Regions from separate parts of the Zea mays genome. Here region 2 is linked to region 1. A link is a contact called in public Hi-C data. All regions are on one chromosome and are shown on one strand. Each heading gives the region's core, a stretch centred on a gene start, on an enhancer-like site or on the middle of the called end of the contact. The rest is flanking DNA. Distances are from core to core; before and after follow the strand shown. Region 1 has its middle 46 kb from the start of LOC100280946. Region 2 holds the start of LOC103653419 (pentatricopeptide repeat-containing protein At5g12100, mitochondrial).

Evidence for each region. A called contact is a pair of places that touch in the nucleus more often than the background predicts.
Region 2: a contact with region 1 is called in a Hi-C map of ear, with 2.0 times the contacts expected there. The contact joins the promoter of LOC103653419 here to the enhancer-like site in region 1. A contact is called at or near these places in 2 of 25 Hi-C or Micro-C datasets (ear and tassel).

The regions. Positions count from the first base shown.
Region 1 is chr4:77,608,032-77,615,018 of Zm-B73-REFERENCE-NAM-5.0, forward strand. No RefSeq gene overlaps it. Among protein-coding and RNA genes, the nearest start is that of LOC100280946, 46 kb to the left of the region's middle. Within about 2 kb of position 4,085, at least 11 of the 20 cell types and tissues checked have an H3K27ac peak or open chromatin away from gene starts, as enhancers often do. A contact at or near this core is called in ear and tassel, where this site is marked.
Region 2 is chr4:77,990,744-77,997,730 of Zm-B73-REFERENCE-NAM-5.0, forward strand. It overlaps LOC103653419 (pentatricopeptide repeat-containing protein At5g12100, mitochondrial), which reads left to right and starts at 3,184. Exons shown (of 1, transcript XM_008680330.3): 1 at 3,184-5,712. The coding sequence starts at 3,214. The coding sequence ends at 5,316.

The sequences.
Region 1 (6,987 bases), core at 2,835-5,334:
GTGTGGATGGTATGTTGATATGTACTCCTCCATCCTATTTATAATTCATTTAATCTTTTTTACCAAGTTTGAACAACTCGTTTATTCAATTTTTTTGCGAAAACTTGAAAAATTCAAAGCCACGCTTAAAAGAATATTATATGCTAAACAAAATTACAATAAAAATTAATAATAATTATATTTTTTTAAATAAGCCGAGCTGGTCAAATTTAAGGTAAAAAAGTCAAACAGACGGATGGAGTATTATACCGTGTTTTTACTGACTTTTTAGGATATATAAAAGTTAATCACTTACGTGCAATAACTGTATTACCGATGGTCTTAGGCTGTCTCCAACAACGTCCACTAAACTTTATTCTCTAAAAGAATATTCCCTGTCCTGTACAGTATACTCTAAAAGATTTCGTCCCCTAAATCTTTCTCGTCACCAACAACGTCCTCTAAAATACATCCTCTACCTCTCATCTGTTTCAATATATCAACTTAATTAACCGAATATATTATTTTATAAAACAACAAATACTAATTAAATAAAGTCTTGACTTCAATCTGTCAGCATAAAGTACCAGAAGTGAATTCACAATTAATAAATAAACGGACAAACAAAACAGGAACAAAAGCTGGTACTAGACGTCGGCTGACCATTTCATCAAACATGTATGATGCGTCGTCCAGCATTTGGCACAGATCACTATTGGCGGCCTAGCTGCTCGCACACGCGATGTCTATTGCTGCATTTGCCCACATCATTGCATTCGCAAGCTACTCCACCTGGCCGTCATAGTAGGCCTTCCCGGCAACAATAGCGGCCTCCCCTGTTGGCTCGAGCACGCTGATGCGGAGGTCGCATCCGAGGCTACTACCTGCGCTGCCGCAGCGTCGAAGCTCTGCCCCCACGGCCATGGCGTCGAGGGCCTCCATCCCCGCTTGTTGGTCCTCGAGCTGCACCACCGTGGCATGGAAGCTCCGCCCCCGACAGCCATAGCACGGTGGTGGATGAGTAACTGCCGTAGCATTGCTGGCGACTTGTACGAAAATATCGAGCGCACACATGGATAGAGGATGGAGAGAGAAACGCCACATTTAGCGATCGCCAGACAGACGCTATGTTTTAGCGGATGTTTTACCGATCCTTGTTGGATGCGTAGCAAACGACTGGAAACGCTAAATATAGCGCACCGGATGCTTTATAGGGTATTGTTGGAGACAGTCTAACAATGTAGACATAGCACTATAGCACAGAATTCATTAAAAGTTGAAACAAACGCCATGGCTTCTCTAGTTCTTTTTCGCAACACAGGTCACAAGATACCATTATACCACCACCAGGACTCCAGAAGTAACACAACAAGAACCATCACCGCCAAGAAGAGCGAAGAAGCCTTTACACCTTGTGCTGCTCAAGCTGGTCACGGCTTATGTCCTGCAGCTGGTTCACTGTCTGAGCATGGTTGTGCTAGTTCTCTTCACCTGAACCACATCCTCACAAGGCTCTGCTTCAGTGCACAAAGAAACAATAACTAGATCCGATTGGTTGACAGAACTTGGGTTTGCCCAGGAATTCTCTGTAACTTAAACTTAAACACCTTGGAGCCTGGTTGGCCTTCTCTCCAGCAATCTACAACATTATATAGCCCGTCATATGTGAATATTGTGGTTTCTTTGGCCATCGAATGGTTGCCTTCCTCTCTGTCCAGACATTTGAAGGTGTGAATTACTCGGACAGGACTTTTTGTTCGGATGCAGTTCTTCAAGGCTAGATTACCCCTCTCAAGCTTTTGATCCCCCTCACCCTTGTTACCAGAAATCTTTCCTCCAGAACCGGTGTATACCAATTCACCCAACCGAGATAGCTGATCAGGATAACCTCCAGAAGCAACGATACTGATTGCGATAAGCACATTATATTTATCTCTTGTGGTGTCTATGCCTCCCTGGTATGGGCGGTGGAGACCAACAATGTTCAACTCGACTCTGTAGAGAAACTCGTCACCAACTTCTATTCCAAGCACATTCCCAACAATAGGCCCAGGCTGCGTAAATCCTGGCATTTTCTTGATTAGATCAGCAGCTGCAAGATCAATTCTATGTAACTTCAATGGCTGTTCTTTCATAGCTTGTATTATAGCCCTGCACATAAACTCGAACCTCCTGCTCAGCATCTTGGCCTTGCTCCTAGCATCCACATTCTGGATGGCATATTTTTCTTCACGAGCAGCTAGTGCCTTCAGAATGCCATCTTCCACGTTAGATGGCAGCATCGATTTCTGTTTTATATTTCCCTTCTTCTTGGGACCAAAGGAGTTCCTAATTGTGGCAGCAACATCTCCTTCTGTTCGGACGCACTTTTTTCTAGATGCGTGAGCCTTCACAACTTGTTGTTTAGCAGGCATAACTTCCACCTTCCCCAGCAATGGCAAACGCACTTTACTGACTCCTCGAGCAACCAGAGACGCTCGGACCCTCCCGCAACCAGGTGGGAAGCGGCGAATGGCAGAAATCATCCTTGGCTTGGGTAGCAAACGCTGTGTGCCTGGCACCAACACGTTCCTTTCAAATCCAGAACTCCTCTGTGAACCAGTGTCAAGGAAACCAGTTGCACTAGGCACACTGCTCCAGCATGAACTCTCATATGATCTCTGCAGCTCAGCCTCCAGACCGTGATGGCCACTGTCAGCAATTGGTGCGGAGACAACCGCAGCAGATGACTCCACCTCCATGACACTCGAACCCGCCTTGCCGACCGAAAGAGGAAGAGCCGTCTTCTTCAGTGCATCAGAAGCAACTGCAACCACGAGCCTAGAATCGTCGTCCGCGGGCGTAGCTGCAGCTTCTCTCCCGTAGCCGAGCGAGAAACGGCGCGTCGCCGACACTAGCCTCCGCTTAGGCAGCGGCGCCAGTGGGTACGCCGCCAAGCCCAGGCCCATCTTCCTCCCCGCGTCGCTGACTCCCTTCTCCTCTGCCAAGTCGAGACACCTCTTGCCGCCCAACTCGGCGACTCCCTTGTCCTTCCGCGCCACCCCAGGCGCCCCGTCGCCCGTTACAACAGCCACCGAGTAGCACGTCATCACGCCGCTGCCGTGCCGCGTGTCCCGATCCCGAGTACCGCGCACCTCGTCCGCCTTCCCCACGCCGCCGCTGCGCGTCTTGCCTCTAGAAGTCGGAGGGCGAGGAGGAAGGCAGCGGCGGCGGTCGCCGGCGCCGAGATGCTGGGGCTGGGGCTGCCCCAGCGCGGAGGAGGTCGGCGCCCCCGTATACACCCGCTGGCGCGCGGCGTCGAGCCTCGCCGCTTGCAAGTCCATCCCGGAACCCTTATCGGTCGATGGCCCCCGCCTGCGACCTGAGCACAAAACCACAACAAAACCCCACTAATTAGGCCACTACATTCCAATTTCCAAACATAAATCGCCACGGCAGGGCAACACATAACGGAAGCAGAAGCAAGAGTCGAGCGGGCGGAAGCGGAACCAAGGAGGCAACGACTGGCTTTTGGTCTTCGGAGCCGGAGACGGCGAGGTGGCGGGTTTGTTCCCGTCCCAGCCTCCCAGGCGAGGCGACGAGCACGTTGGAGCCTTCAGAAAAGAGAAGAGAACAAACGGGTCTCCTAATATTTTACGTGACTGAAATTTTGTTTGTTCTGAGTCAAGTCTCATGACCATTAAGGGCCCATTTATTTGTTCGGCTGTAAAGTGAGCGTAAGAAATGCAGGGAGGGAGAGCAAATTACGGCTAAATATTTGATGGCCATTGAAGCTGAGAAACTGAAGAATTTAGAACGCCATTAACGGTGGCATGAGTGGAAGAAACTGCCGGTGGCGTGCGAGCGAGCGTTCAGCCGGCGTGCACAAGAGTGAATGACGCAAGAAAGAGAAACTATCGCAAACATCGCCATTAATGGCGAGCATAGGAAGAAACGTTGTAGTGGGAGGAAGGGGACGAGCCACGGCAGGAAAAAGGACGGTGAGGTGGCTTCACTACGAGGAGACGAGCAAGCAGCAAGAACCCGGGCGAACGGCTCTGCGTGGGCAGGAGCCGAACGGCGGCACGCTAACGTCCCAACGAACAGAGCAAGAGAGACGTTAGGAGATAGATGTAGGATTTGACAACTGGGACCCATGCGCAAGTGATACAAAGAGAGAGGGAGAGGCTGGGAGTGGTCGGCCGGGCTTGAGAAAATGGGAATGGCTGGGCGTGGGTTTTTTTCTCTCTTTTTTTAATTTCGAAATTCTTTTTTTAAAATAGCAGAATATATATATAATAAATAAATATATTCCAAAAAATTAGAATAAAGTCTTTAATATTATTAACATATTTAAAATGCATATTTTCACAACAAGATTGTACTAACTTATTATATTTTTATAGAAAGATTCACACCAAAAAATAAATCTCAATTAATGTATAAGCATATACATATTTCTAAAATCATAATAAATTCAAGAATATTATTAACTAAATACTTGTTTTGCAGGAAGCTTTATTTTAACAAATTATTATTATTTTGTAAAATGTTTTTCACACCAAATTAATCAAAAAATTGGACGCAAATCAAATCAAACAAAAAATATGATTCACATGAATGCATCAATCAATTGGTAAAATTTTATCTATTCAAGAAATTGCTTGATTTAATTATATCACCATTCCATCATTTGAAAACGTCAATATTTTTCTTTTCTACTAGAAATTAATAATATAAACTAGGTTGCCTTTAATTGATGGATTTAGGGTGCTACAGAATCTACCCTCTTAAAAAGAATCTTGTCCTCGAGATTAGAGAAGGCTAGCAAGAAAACAAAGGTGATAGATGGTTATTCGTAGGTTCTTGGTTTCCAACGGACTCTTCCAAACTTAATGAACTCATTACTTCTTCATACCACAATATATACTAATCAGGTGACCTTCATCATCGTACTTATAACCTGGTTGGTCTTCTGAATTATTGCTTAGGTCATGCTGGGGAGCTTTCTTCTCTAGTCGGTCTAGACGTTTCTTGGGGCATTCGCGAATAAGATGTCCTTCATTTTTGCAGTAGTAGCAAGCACCTCTTGCTTTGAGTTCTTTGCGAGTCAACTTTGCTTGACCAACAGGGGGTGAGGGTTGACTGGGTGTCTGTATCTCATATGGTTGAGCGTGACTTGATTCTTCGGTTTGGATATCCAGGTGTTTCGTGGCTTTTGCTTGTGATTGAGGTGGACTAATCATGTATCCAAACATTTTTCTATTTCTTTTGTTGTTCTTCATTCCATTCATCAAATATCTCTGTGACTCATTTTTCTCGTTCATAGTTGTTAAGGTAGGAATATTGTCGTTGGCACCATTTACTTCATTTCCATTGGGGTTCATCATCTAGTCAGAGGGTAAAAGAGTTAGTGAGATAGACTGCATAAGCGGCTTGTATGATATGAAGATAAAGGGTGAACACAACTTTTTGATTTCCAAGATTAGTCAAGGAACAAGGGTGGTTTCAGATTTCTCCTAGCTTCATCATACTACAAGAGTGTACAAGTGTTATAATCCTTAACAGAGATCTTTTGAACCTTATAAATTACGGAGCATGATACCCAAATCATCTTTCTGATCCAACAGTATTTCTTTGAGCACAAATTGAGAGAAAGACTTGAGCGGGATTTTAGGGCAACTAGAGTATCACATTGTTTGCATATAGCAGATGACACCACAGTTTATTTTCTTTATAAAGAGGCAAAACACAATAGGTGCGAAAGATTCTCCAAATTTATTCATATAACACTTAGCACAATTACAAATCTTGAAAGGGACAACACTTTGACATTTTTTTCTTCGTGAGACATACTCCTTCTTCTAGCTAAATGACATATTAATCTTCCTTGTCAGATGTACCAAACTTCAGAGCTGGAGGTCGGTTGTCTTTAACTACTATTGTTTCTTCAGATGGAGTTTCCAAACATATGGTTCTCTTAGTATGTTGGATTACTGCTTTAGTTCTTTGTAACCAATTCTTTCCAAGAATCACATCCTTTCCCATTAATTCTATCACTAGGAGATCAGCTGGAAAATCTATCCCGTTGATTTTAACACTTACTTTTGGACATATGTAGTTCACTAACATTTTCCTTTTGGGTGTACTGATGGTCTTTCTTGATCTTAAGGGACACTTAAAGATACCATACTTTGTTGCAAACTGGGCACTGATAAAAGAATGTGTTGTACGAGGATCATACAATACGGTGGCGATGGTTGTGTGAATGACTAGTGTTCCAAAAATCACTGCATTATCACATGGAATAGTTCCTGTTACCGCATAACTTATCTTTCATGTGGTCTCTTTCCGTTGTTTATTCTTTGTTGATGCATGGGTTTGAGGGTGTTGTCTTTTCTTTTGGACTTTATTGATCTCCACATCCTTCTTAGGACAACCATTAACAAGATGGTCGGTATCACCACAGCCAAAGCAAGCACGACTTGATAAGTTACATGGTGGAGTTGTCTTTACGGTGTTGGTAGAAGTTTCTATGCATTTTCGTTCATTTTCCAGTTCTGAAGACTGAGATAGCTTCATCTCGGAGGTGATCTGTATTAAACTCTTCTCAGGACAGTTACGGAAGTAATGACCTTCACGTCCACATTGATAGCAAGCTTTCCTTGAAGTTATTTATTGACTTTTTCCATGTTTTCCTTTTTGTTTCTTGGACCTGATGTGACCATGAGGTTGAAACTGTGTGCAAGTAATAGTCCATCCATCAATGTAACACTCATGTGTTTCTTCTTGGGGCTGGGCATCCTTGTGATGTTTCCTTTTTGAAATACTTTGCAATTCATCAACTAACAGTGCATTAGGTATGAAAGACTCTGCTATTAGTTGTTCAGGGGGAGACATCTGTCTTTTAATGCCGGAAAATAAAATCTGGTTCTTCTGTTTTGTAGTTTCACTTTCGTTTGTACTGATCTGGCGACAAGGAATTCCATAGTACTCACAACAACAACAACATGTTCCAAGGTCACTTGT
Region 2 (6,987 bases), core at 1,934-4,433, 380 kb after region 1:
GTAGAGCGTGGGAGGAGGCCTAGGTGCCACCGGTGAAGTTTTGCGGTGAACAGAGGCGAGGGTTGGCGCGGCCGCCTGCGAGGCGCGCGGTCGACTCAGTGCCCTAGCGTCGAGACGAAGAAGACAACGATGCAACCATAGATATAGAAACCGGCGACTAAGTTTGGACGCACATACCATTTGGGTGAAATTCAACTGAGGTGGTTGGATCACGATCGAGTGGTTTGGGTGCATCACGTTTGCATGAGATCTCCCATCTAATCTGGAACGTGCATTAGTAATCCTTCGACCGATATAGCTTACCGCTTCATAAGGGCAAGACCTGGTTTGATCCGTGGAATTTGGATCCGATGGCCAGCGATGAGCCCCTTCACAGTTTAATCTGTACCATAGGTTTTTATTCGAATGGCTCATATCCATAGTTACCCCTTCGGTCGGGCATATTTGCAAAGGAGCTCTTGGGGTTTTTAAAAATGAACCCGCCATCCTGGTGCGCGTAAAAGTATTTATGCCTGGGTCCTGAAATTCACATATTAGACCTTGTACTTTTATATAATGATGTCGTCGATCGAATAAAGGGTATAAATAATTCCAGAAATAGTGGATAATCATTTATATGGGTAAATAAATGTTGAAACCTTAGAATATTTATACCTTAATCATTTTAGCTCTGAATTAATCCGTTCCAGTTGCGTTGGGCTCGTATTAAAATAGTGGCTACAACTTAGTAACCTTATTTTATTATGTGACATGTGGTTAAAATCATGCACTTAATTTGTTTTATGTTTAACACCTAAACAATCAAAAAATCATAACTCTTAAACCGTAACTCCAAAATTAGTGGTTCTCAAACCTAGGATCTCATTACGATGCGTATATTATTATCATGCATTCTATTCTTATGTTTGGTGTGATGTTAATTTCTCCCATGCAAATTTTGTTTGTATTGTTACGAGTAGACGAGCAAGTAGCTAAGGAACCAGGAGCTCAGCAGGTTGAAGAGGCTAAGCAGGAGCTCGTTGAAGGCAAGTTGTGCCCTTGACCACTTTTCTTTACCCAATAATGTTCTCTATAATCACTGTGGCATGTTTAGGTTTAATTTGATGGGACCTAATAGGTCACCCTAGTTTGATCTACTTTATACCTTGTTCACCATTGAACTTTTGGGTAGTCCTGCTATTGCACTATGTGGTTTTGGGTGTTAAGATAAATTTGACACAGGATCATTCTTTATTATTACCGTTGATTATTTATTATTCATGATAAGATTATTGTGTTAACTGGAACATGGAGAACCACCCGGGAAAACAGTGCTACCACAAGGGTGGAATGGGACACCCTTGGCCAAGTAATTAGGAAATCTAGGGAGAGACTACCTTACCTGAATGGGGCAAGCGGGGAGGCGTCGCTGTAGAGTATAGGGAGGTTCTCAGGTCGGACTGTTTGTTTAGCTTTCTGGACGAGGGATTCCTATGCTTCCTTCTTCCTGAATCCGTAGCGGGTTTTCTCGAACTAGTGGAACTTTGGAAAGGCCTCGTAGTGCTACCCTGCCTTGTCTACTCGATAGAGATGAATGGGACTTCTAAACCCCTTGGCAAATGGATAGCATGGCTTGTGGGTAAAGATGTGCAACCTCTGCAGAGTGTAAAACTGTTATATCAGCCGTGCTCACGGTCATAAGCGACTCGGACAGTCACATGATTAACTTATGGAAGTAAACTTAATTTGTCATATGCATCGCATTGTGGTTTTATTATCAGTTTTGATCTCTTATTACTTTGAGATGGTATATACTTACACTTAGTAATTGCTAATAAAATTTGACCAACTTATTTAAAGCAATGCTCAACTTTAACCATTATTTGTTTATCAGCCTTATACTTCATATGAGCCCCCCACGGTGAGCTCATGCACATTATTCCCCACACTTGTTGAGCGATGAACTTTTGTGAGCTCACTCTTACGATATATAACCCTTACCCCCACAGGTGAAGAGCAAGTGGCCCAAAAGGAGGACTACTATAAGGAGTTTGACGAGGTCTAGGTGGCGTCTCATAGTCAGCTTAAGGGAGCCAAGGAAATAATATTAGTTCGCTTTATTTGTTATCATTTTTTTTGTAAGACACTTCCGCTATGTAATAAAGTTTGTGACATTCATCTCTATACACTTAGTCATTATATGTGCTGTTCTTCTTTAGCACACATATGAGATGCATCTGAGTTTGCCCCTAAAATCCGGGTGTGACAGCACCAATGCCGTCAAGGTCAAGCTATATCGTATACCGATGACGCTTTTCTCGCATCGAGTTCCCGGCCGATGAAGCGGGGAGGCGCAACTCCATAGTTAGGGTTAGGGATTCAGGAGAACAGAGCTAGGTGTAGAAAGGGGACTAGAAGGACACAACGAGAGAAGAGCCATGAAGGGGCACTTTAGTAAACTCGTGGCGACACCGACAATGGACTCGCAGAAAAGAGATACGTAGTACTCCCTCCGTTTATAAATATTTGACACCGTTGACTTTTTTTAATTTTTTTTTACACTCTGTCTTATTCAAAAAAAATGAGTTGTCATAGTTTGTGCTTGATTTAAAATTTTACATTTTTGAATAACTATTTTGAATAAGACGAGTGATTAAAGTTTTCTATAAAAATTAATGGTGTCGTATATTTGTGAACGGAGTCAGTACTAGGAGTGAGTGTCTCGTTAGGTTTGAAAAACTGCAGCGATGGGAACAAATGTGGAAAACGCGAGGTTGGTGGTCCAATTTTCGTAATAAGCTCACTTATGGGTACAGCACTACAGCAGTACAGTATTAGACCAACTCCAGCAGTACTCCGCATGCGGCTCCGTATCCCTATTTTGCGGAGTCTAGCACACTATTCATCAGTCCAGCAGGCTCCGCATCCGGCTCCGTAAAACGCACGACCTGTACCCTGACTCCCCATTTCCACGCTTTCTCTCTCCTCTCCGCAGCTCTCTGCGTGCGCGCGCGCCTGCTGGCGGGCCCCGGGTGTCATAGACTGCATGCGGAGTGGGATGCGGAGTGTTGCTGGAAACGGAGACGGATACGGAGAGGAGAGAGAATCTGTTGGCCGCGCGTTTTAGGGATACGGAGAGGGAGTCTGCTGGAGTTGGTCTTAGAGGTTGGTGGTCCAATTTTCCCGCAAGACCAACTATGGGCACAGCAGTACAGTATTAGAGGTAGCTCGCAAATGTCTCGCCTTCTCCCATGCCGCCGTCACCTCTCCTCCACCTCTACTGCCTCCCTCAGTGAACTCGCCTCCCTCCTCGACGCCGGCCGCTTCCACCGCGCGGTCGACCTTGCCAAATCCCTCCTCTCCTCCCATCCCCCCGCTACCAACGTCCCCGACCTCTACCAAGCTCTTGCCGCCACAGCCGACACCAAGGACGGCCCGCGGGCGCGCCCCCATTCCTTCCTCTGCGACGCGGCCTCCGCCCTCGTTGTCGCCTCCGCGCGTCTCTGCCAACCTGACGGCGCGCTCCGCCTGCTCTCCCTCCTCGCCAGCGCGGGCGACGGCGCCTGCGCCGGCGAGGTGTGCTCGCCGCTGCCGTCCCTATCGTCCTGCAATCTCCTTCTCGAGTCTCTCCTATTCGTAGGTCGCCACGCTGATGTGCGCGCCGCGTTCGGCCTCCTCGTGGCGGCCGGGGCGCGCCCGGACACCTTCGCGTGGAACAAGGTTGTCCAGGCCTGCGTTGCCGCGGGCGACCTCGATGTGGCACTCGCCATGCTGCGGCGGATGGGCCGTAGCGAAGGCGCCCCACCTCCCGACGCGTTCTCGTACAACGTGGTCATCGCAGGGCTTTGGAGGTCCGGGAAGGGCAGCGACGCCCTCAAGGTGTTCGATGAAATGGTGGACATGGGAGTCGCGCCTAACCGGATCACCTACAACACGATGATTGATGGGCATGTCAAGGGTGGGGACCTGGAGGCTGGTTTCAGACTGCGGGATCAAATGCTACATGATGGCCCTAAGCCAAATGTTGTCACTTACAATGTGCTGCTATCAGGGCTGTGCCGCACTGGCAGGATGGATGAGACGAGAGCCTTGATGGATGAGATGGCATCACATAGCATGTTGCCAGATGGTTTCACATATAGCATATTGTTTGATGGTCTCACAAGAACAGGAGAGTCACAGACCATGCTTTCTTTGTTTGCGGAGTCTTTGAAGAAGGGTGTCATGCTTGGAGCATACACTTGCAGTATCTTGCTGAATGGTCTATGCAAGGATGGGAAGGTCGCAAAGGCAAAACAGGTGTTCGAGATGTTGGTGCACACAGGACTGGTCCCAACAACAGTGATCTACAACACACTAATAAATGGCTATTGTCAGGTTCGTGACCTTCGAGGAGCCTTCTGCATCTTTGAGCAAATGAAATCACGCCATATTAGGCCAGATCACATCACCTACAATGCACTCATAAATGGTTTGTGTAAGTTGGAAATGGTCACCAAAGCAGAGGATTTGGTGATGGAGATGGAGAAGAGCGGAGTGGATCCGAGTGTGGAAACTTTCAATACACTGATTGATGCTTATGGGACAGCAGGGCAACTCGAAAAGTGTTTCACTGTTCTGTCTGATATGCAACAGAAGGGGATAAAGTCAGATGTTATCTCCTTTGGTTCGGTTGTCAAGGCTTTTTGCAAGAACGGAAAAATCCCAGAAGCTGTAGCTATCTTGGATGATATGATATACAAAGACGTTGCACCAAATGCACAGGTGTACAACTCAATCATTGATGCTTATATAGAGTCAGGTGACACTGAGCAGGCTCTCCTTCTGGTGGAGAAGATGAAAAATAGTGGAGTATCCGCAAGTATAGTTACCTATAATTTGCTGCTAAAAGGTCTTTGCAGAAGTTCACAAATAGATGAAGCGGAAGAGTTGATTTACACCTTAAGAAATCAAGGGCTGAGACCTGACGTTGTCAGCTACAATACTATAATATCAGCATGCTGCAACAAGGGCGATACTGATAAAGCATTGGAGCTTCTCCAAGAAATGAACAAGTATGGCATCAGACCTACACTGAGAACGTGCCATACACTTGTTAGTGCATTGGCTAGTGCAGGGAGAGTTCATGATATGGAATGCCTATATCAGCAAATGTTGCACAAGAATGTTGAACCGAGCAGTAGCATATATGGCATCATGGTTGATGCCTATGTGAGATGTGAAAATGATTCAAAGGTAGCATCTCTGAAAAAAGAAATGTCAGAGAAAGGAATAGCCTTTGATGACACGAAGAGAAGTAACCATGAGCTAGATAGGATAATAGCAAGTCCAATTTGATTGGATTGCCTTGAAATGAAAAGGCTGGAAGGTTGCCAGTTATGTTAATATCAAAAACAAAATTTCAGATTTAGAGTTCAATTGTACAGACATGAAACATAAATGGGGGTATGCGGGTATAAAGATGGTAGCGGCTAAATGTTTGGTATAATTCGTATTGAACCTTTTGCCACTGCCAAGAACCATGTCATCAGTTTCTTCTTTAATCTGCCCTAGGGTAGTGGGGATGGGTCCAATTTTTTTATTACTGTATTTTCAAAAACTTGGGTGCCAGTGCCATGCTCCTTCAACCTTCATTACCTCCCAGGTTGCAAGGACGATAGAGGGCATTGTTTTGAAATGTTTATTGTTGCACATGAAGGGCATAATAGTATAGTTGATCAATTTTTTTCTTAACTCAGTGTGGTTCTCCAATTTGCTGTATCATATGGAATTCACCGTGCTTCATGATTTTGTCTATTTATCAGCACTATCTTTGTTTGCTAATTTCTATAATTCAACAAAATAGTATTTTCCCTTACTGATGAAGTGTGGAACACTTATCAGATTGACTACTAGTTGGTATCATGTTTGAACTGAGTATAGATATAAAACTGAACAGAGTGCAACGAAAAGGCAACTTGCTAAAAGCTTGTCACTATTGTCAATGTCTGACTTCCCACTGTAATTTAGTTTATTGTTGATGAAAGCACTGCTACTATTTTAGTTGAAACTGAATAGACGAAAAGTGTCAGGTGTTAAAACTGATGCTACTTTAAGTTTACTGGTTTTCCTTTCGCCAGGAAAACACTTTTGTACTAGTTCCAATTTAATTTCATATGTCTCTAAGGATGTATGTCTGTATCTTTATTTTACTGGTACTTGAAGGTTCTCCTGGTGCAGCAAGGGCTACGTTTCTGACTTGGGCCATTGTTAATAGGTCCTCCCAATAAAAGAGTAACACTTCCCCCCATTGTGAAACAACCCATCCTCAAGCTAAAATGAAGGGAAAGCGTCCTTGAACTCATTGAGTTGCTCCATGTAGAGTCAACAACAGATTGGCCCATCCAACCACAGGTTTAAGGCATTGGCCCATCCAACCACAGTTTTAAGGTCGTAAAACGAGATAAGATGATTGATCCTTTTTTACCTTTTAAACGATAAAGCGTAAGCGAGGCGACGCCTTAATTATATTTAATAAAAGAAAAAATATTGATATTTAATAAAGTATTTAGGACATAAATATTAATAAAGAAATTAATTATATTTAATAAAAGGAAAAATATTGATATTTGATAAAGTATTTAGGACATAAATATTAATAAAGAAGAGAAAAAAAGATAAAGAAAAGAGAAAGATTACTCCAGTTTGCCAATTAAAATTAGATTAAACCCACTCCCTGTCTTCTAGCACTGTCCCTCTCCCTAGTCACATCCCTCTCTTACAGCTGACTCCCTCCCTCCGAACGCCCCCTCTCTCTCAGCTCTCTCCCTCTCTCCCCACTTCTCCCTCTCCTGTGCCGTCGTGCCACTGCCAGCTGCCGTGCTACAACCTCTCTCTCTATCTCTCTCTCTCTCTCGCTCTCGTTTTAAGTACCAAAGCAAGACGACAAGGACGCCTTATCTCGCCGAAGCGCCTTACCTCCTAAGTGACGCCTTGAAAACTATGCATCCAACTGACCAATACCTCCCA